Regions from separate parts of the Sus scrofa genome. Here region 1 is linked to region 2. A link is a contact called in public Hi-C data. All regions are on one chromosome and are shown on one strand. The core of a region is the stretch at or near the end of the contact, and the rest is flanking DNA. Distances in the headings are between cores, read along the strand shown.

Region 1 (3,083 bases), core at 73-2,572, 120 kb before region 2:
GTACAGTGTGGCTGATTCTCAAGTAGAAATTTTTAGTTTCACTTCAGTGTCCCCTCTTCCATCTGAAACTGCTACGCTCAGTTGCTTTGTGGTACCCTGGTTTATGGGTGGCTTTCCGTTTTCCTTAATGAACCATACCTGGCGTACTGGTTGCCTACCTCAGGTAGGAAGATGTCATCTCCTGTAGGGGGCAGAGTCTCAAAAGAAAAAGGCCAGAACTTGTTGAGCAAAACCTCTGAATGTTTTTGCAATTTCTTGGGAGGCTGTTCATTTTATCAAAGATTATTATAGCAGATGGAACTTAAAATTGATCTATGTTTCTCACAAACACAGTTAATCTAAACCAGCTGTTTATTCATTTAGTAACTTGGGTCCCCAAACTTTTCAACCTCATAAAAACACACGTTCAGTAAAAAAGCTGGTTGCATAGCATGTTTACCTTCCAAACGGTCAAAAAGTCCAGCAGATTGTTTTCAGTTGAACCTTGGCTTTATCGGGCGTTTGTGGGAAAGCTAATTCGCAATATTTCACCATTTAAGTGCGCCTCTTTAGAGTACGAGTGTTTATGTCCACTTAGTGTCCCCCCACCCCCGCCTTTAAATATTTGTGATGCATAAACTTTAAAAGTGGGAGACTGTACCGAGCCGCTCTTTATCATGATGTCATTCAGCTGCTATTCAGGGGAGCCACAAATGTTGGCTTTTAAATCTACAAAATAGTGCAGTTGGCCTCATTTCACTAAATTCTATCTGTAGGTGAAGAATTTTCTGTATCCTTTTTTAAAACTTAAAGAGCCCCTGAAGAGAAAATGGACCCCGACCATCCCCAAATGCCTGAGGTTATGGTTTGGAAAATACATGCTTGTGCGTAAGTGTGTATTTCTTAACATGTGCTTGGACTTTTTATAGTTGTATTTGATTATGTGTGGTTTGTTGCATGGCTTTGTCTCTAGCTCCATGGCCGTCCCGTGCTAGGAAACCCAGCTACAGTGGTCGTCTTGCTGTTCTGGTCTGTTCCTCCCTTGGTCATTCATGGCTCCAGGCCCTTTCTCTTCGCCATTCCTTCTTCCTGAGACCATGCCTTTGAAAGTTAAGTTCTTCCATTCATTTACTGTAGGAGCCCAAAAGTCAAGTGCACCTGGACAAGTCAGTGCTTGGAGAAAGCCGACGTGGTCCCTGCCCTCATGGCACTTGCAGTCCCCCAGAGAAGACGTCAGTGGAATCATCACCCTCACTGATGCCAAATGGCAGCTGTGAGCCGAGCTGTGGAAGTGAGGTCCTCATGTCAGATTAGAGAGCTGCCAGGGGTGGTGCAAAGTGGAACTCTATGAAATTGCAGGCATTCGGTCATTTTTGACCTACGCAAAAGCACTGTTTGATAAGGCTGAACTACATGTTCGACCCTGAATCACAGAAGGTTCTTGGGCAGAGAAGCACGTGAGGAAAGTGGTATTTAAGGACAATTAATTTACTGGTGCTTTAGTCAGCCTTGCAGAAACCACCTCTGTAAGCAGAAAATGAGGAATGCTTCTTTAATGAAGTCATTGGTTGGGATTCAAAATTATGTTTGGCAGTGGGGCATCTGTGGTGTTAAAATATTAATGCTAAAACAAATGACTATGCAGCTTATTAAAATATTTATGGAGTATGTACCTGTAAGTGGTTCTAAATGAGGTCGTTCACAAAATGCAGTATAAATTGAATTATAAGGCAGGAGCCTGGTTTTCTTCAGGAATTAGACATGTATACATATCTATTTCCTCTCAATTGATACATGGTTTTCTTGGCCCTGGTACATAGGGATATTTTTTCCTGTAATTTCCCAGCAATCAAGAAACCTAGCAATTGAGTATTATGATAAAAGGGCCCTGGGCCTTGTTTATAGATGCTACTAGAGATGCAAAGCTCACATGTTACTGCTTTGTAATCTGGAAGTGAAATCAGACAGCCCAGGTCACTGTTCCTGACTCTGAACTGAAATTGAAAATGTTAGCAGAAGAGACAGCAAGAAAAACAGCCAGCTGAGGGGATCCCCTCCACCATTTCACACTGTCAGTTTTTATGGTTGTTTTACTCCTTTGGCTGCTGTTTAACCTCTTGGGACTGCTGTTGGTAATTATGTCTCTCTGGCATTAAGAGCTTTTTGCTCCCCACCCCCGCCCCCCGCCACCCCGAGGCTTTGGGAGGGGTAAACCCAAGGGGTTTGGGTGGGGGGGGGGAGTTTTGCTGTGAATTCTTCAGCCATTTAGTGCAAATTCCTGTAATTACCGGCATTGTGTCCTCTCTGAATGGCACATAATACAGCAGAAGCCATTCCTAATTGAGACCTTACAGGAGGTACAAATCCTCTCTTTGTTCAGCCTGACAAATTAGTGCCAGAAAGTGGCAGGGTCCGAGTGGGAATCAAAGGCAAGAAACACAAAGATGGAACTTAAGGCTACAGTAATAACCCTCTCTTGTCCCGAAGGGAAAAAAGGAATGACCAATGAAAAATGAAGTTTTTTTTTTTTTTTTTTTTTTTTTTTTGTTATAAATTCCCTTGACATGACAGCACCTCGGGGCTGCTTTATTTATTTAGCAAAAGTGATTAAATAGTAATACAACAGGGCTGCCCATTGTTTCCCTGGGTGCCCCCACCTCACAGACCCCTGCTGCCTCGGCTAATTGATTGACAATGAACCTCTGATAAAGAAGTATGTGGTTAGGACCTGAGGTGGGAGGGGGAGCCTTTTCCCCCTTCTCTTTGTCTGAGTGTGTGTGTGTGTGTGTGTGTGTGAGATTTCATTTTTGTTTGAATTGCACTCTAGTTTTTCTTTGCCCCACCCCTCCTTTTCCCTTCTCTCCCCTTGCTTTTTTTTCTTTTTTTTTTTTCTTTTTTTTCCCTCCCAGAGCTTTTCAGCAGTGGCTCCCGGCTGACATTCACAAACAGGTAGTGAGGAATTTGGGTTGTAGAGTAGGCTTTTGACAAGTTTATCTTTGGAGCGAACTTCCTTCTCTCCCCCTGCTCCATTTAAGGCAGAACAGTGGTTGTGAGAAGACAGAAAGGGGGAAGCAGACTGATTATTGGTGCTCAGAAAAGTGGGT
Region 2 (3,408 bases), core at 223-2,722:
TTGATGTTCATTATAGAAGAATTTTAAAATACATGAAAGTATAAAGAAAAAAGTTCTTGGGAGTTCCCGTTGTGACTCAATAGTAACAAACCCAGAGTATCCATGAAGATTCAGATTCAATCCCTGTCTTCACACAGTGTGTTAGGGATCTGGAGTTGCCATGAGCTGTGGTATAGGTCACAGACACAGCCTGGATCCCGCCTTGCTGTGACTGTGGTGTAGGCTGGCAGCTACAGCTCCAATTCAACTCCTAGCCTGGGAACCTCCGTATGTCTCAGGTGTGGCGGAGGGAGGAAGGAAGGAAGGTAAGTTAGTTAGAAAAAAACTCTCTCTCTCTCTCTGTATATATATATGTTTTGGGGGGTTTTCTTGTTTGTTTGTTTTTTGCTTTTTAGGGCCACACCTGCAGCATATGCGGCTCTGATTAGACCCCTAGCCAGGAAACCTCCATATGCCGTGGGAAGCAGCCTTAGAAAAGACAAAATGACCAAAAAAAAAAAAACTATACACTTGTACCGATGGGTGCTTTTACAGGAAAAAATTGTAATTGGCTCTAAAATTATTAAGATCCATTTAATAAATAGAGGCAGGCTAATCCACAGACAGATCATTGGACTAGGAATACAGAAGTCTAGGTGTCATTCTTAACTCTGCCACTAAACTGCTCTGCGACCTCTAAGGAGCCATCACCCCTCCTCCCCTGCCATTTTCATATCAACCCTATGACACTGTTTTAAGCTCTTATTGTTCAAATAAGTAAGAGCTTATAAGAGCTTTACTTCAGCTCCTTTGCTTAGCATTTCGTATTCATCTATTTGATAATTTGTCATGATGCTTTCACCGTGAAGTTGACTGATTTTTGATACAATTTACCCAAAGAGATTAAGGTACAAATTCAAATTGTGACTCAGTCCACCATTTTGAAATAATATAAGATCCATAAGGAAATGGCCTTTTTCTATTTTGCCCACTGTTCCATCCTCTACATCTAGAACAGCACATAATAAATGCTCAATAAATAATTCATAAATGAATGGTTTATTTTAGTTTTTTAAATCTCTGCTTCTCAACATATTTCTTTTATTTTAAATAGCTTTTAAAATAATTTCAGGGAAACTGCTTCAATGTAGACATTACCAAGATACCTGATTTTATCAAGTTATACCTAAGATTCTATTACACATCAGGGACAGATGTGGGTTTTTTGGCCCAATGGAGACTTTACTGTGAAAAATTTGAGTTTTGCATTTGGGCATATGAGATAATTCAAATAAAAGTAGAACTATTTCATGTAATTTCATTCTATTAAACATTTTAAATGGAGTAAAGCAGTAAAAAAAAAATTGAATTTTGCTAGGCTACCCAGATAACTTAATTTTCAAAACATCTTTTAGGTCATTGTTGAGTGTGCATGTTTTTCCCTCCCCGTGGGACTGTAAATAAGTAACCTGAATACACAATAGGGAGGAGAAGGCGTATTTACCTTTCCATAAAAAAAGTGTTGACTCTTCAGACTGAGCAATACATTCTGAAATGAACTATTTTATGCTTTAGAATTCCAGAAGTATAATAGTATCTTGGCTTTGTCAGTATATCTTTATGATACTTTGAGACTTTTTAAATCCAATCAATTATAGTACAGACAACTCGTTAAAGTTGCCTTTTGGTTTTTATTTAAGCTGTCATGCACTGTTATGTCTTTATTAAACCCCTTCAGTTTTCTGAATATTAAACCACTCAGTACCACGTCAGGATATATCTGCATATGCCATCTATAATTTACCATTAATGACCTTCTGTTTGGTTCCTGATTCTTCCGAAGTACCTCAAATAGAAATAAAGGCATGGTTCATAGATGTTTACGCTCTATACAAAAGTCGCTAATTGGACTGAATTACATCAGAGCATAAAATTTGGAGAGCTTAGCAATCATTTACCCACCACCCCCATACCTTGCAATACACGCCCCTTTCCCACCCCACCCCACCCCCGATGGAAGCCAACATCCTCATCTAACACCACACCTATAGCTAGTGGGAGATTCCAGTTATGGAACCTCGGTACAGTACCCTCTCTGCCTCACCCTGTTATCAGAGCACTAGCCTAATTTGAGGGACCCATGACGCATCCTAGGAGGGTAAAAGATTACTACATACCCTTAACTATTTTCACTTACTGCTGGTGATGGTTGGGTGGGGGTGAATGTTCTCACCAAAATTAATGGGAAGAATTTTGTAACCTTTCGATGAGAAAACAGGGAAAGATAACATTCTAAAAAGTAATTCATCAGAACTCAATCCAAAAATGGGTGGAAGATCTAAAGACATTTTTTCCAAAGAAGACACATAGATAGCCAAAAGGCACATGAAAAGATGCCCAACACTGCTAATTATCAGAGAAATGCACATCAAAACTAAAATGAGGTATGACCTCACACCAGTCAGAATGGTCACCACCAAAAAGTCTACAAACAATAACTGCTGGAGGGGGTGTGGAGAAAAAGGAATCTCCCTACGCTGCTGGTGGGAATGTGAATTGGTATAGCCACTGTGGAAAACGGTAATGGAGGTTCCTCAGAAAACTAAGAATAGAGCTACCCCATTATCCTGCAATCCCATTCCTGGGCATATATCCAGAGAAAAACGTAATTTGAAAAGATGTATGTACCCCAGTGTTCGTAGCAGCACTCTTTACAATAGCTAAGACTTGGAAGCAACCTAAATGTCCCTCGACAGATGAATGGATAATGAAGATGTGGGAGATATATATATATATCAGTTACAAAAAAGAATGAAATAATGCCATTTGCAGCAACATGGCTGGACCTAGAGATTAACATACTAAGTGAAGTAAGCCAAAGACAAGTATCATGATATCACTTATATGAGGAATCTAAATAAATAGCTAAAATAAAATAAAAACATAATTCATATGAAAAACAGAAGTGAGAGAATTACCTTTTATAAAACCAATAACATAATAGACTGACTTGCATTATGAATCAGTGGCTGGTTTAACGACCGCATCGGAGACAGAAGCCACTAACTTGAACTGATATAATTTAAACCAAAAGATCTACTTTGGCCTTAACAGTGGGGAGGCTGGAGTATATTAAAGCTGTTCTTCAAGAGGGGAGTTAACACTTTTTTTCCTAGAAAGAGAAGAATTCTCTTTTGATGGTGGAGAGAAGGGAAATTTAAATTAAAAGTCTTAGGAAAGCAGCTTACATGAGTGATTGGAAGTAAAAATTTCAAAATTGAGAATGCAGAAACAAGTAAATTGTCCTCAGCAATAAGAAAGACTTTGGGGGGCAGGATGGAATTAGGGTGGAAGAGTGAGGCCTCAGGAACCTGAGTGGGGAGCATAGTTTTCAGACAGTGCCAGAAAGAGACACCAGCCCGGGGATTT

Evidence for each region. Hi-C and Micro-C count contacts between places; a contact is called where the count stands out from the background.
Region 1: a contact with region 2 is called in a Hi-C map of liver, with 1.8 times the contacts expected there. The contact joins two enhancer-like sites. A contact is called at or near these places in 4 of 47 Hi-C or Micro-C datasets (epiblast stem cells, liver and skeletal muscle).

The regions. Positions count from the first base shown.
Region 1 is chr15:111,128,345-111,131,427 of Sscrofa11.1, reverse strand. The region is part of intron 3 of PLEKHM3 (pleckstrin homology domain-containing family M member 3); the gene reads left to right. Among named protein-coding and RNA genes, the nearest start is that of PLEKHM3, 56 kb to the left of the region's middle. Within about 2 kb of position 1,322, at least 18 of the 83 cell types and tissues checked have an H3K27ac peak or open chromatin away from gene starts, as enhancers often do. A contact at or near this core is called in liver, where this site is marked.
Region 2 is chr15:111,007,400-111,010,807 of Sscrofa11.1, reverse strand. All of the region lies in intron 7 of PLEKHM3 (pleckstrin homology domain-containing family M member 3), which reads left to right. Among named protein-coding and RNA genes, the nearest start is that of FZD5, 88 kb to the right of the region's middle. Within about 2 kb of position 1,472, at least 5 of the 83 cell types and tissues checked have an H3K27ac peak or open chromatin away from gene starts, as enhancers often do. A contact at or near this core is called in liver, where this site is marked.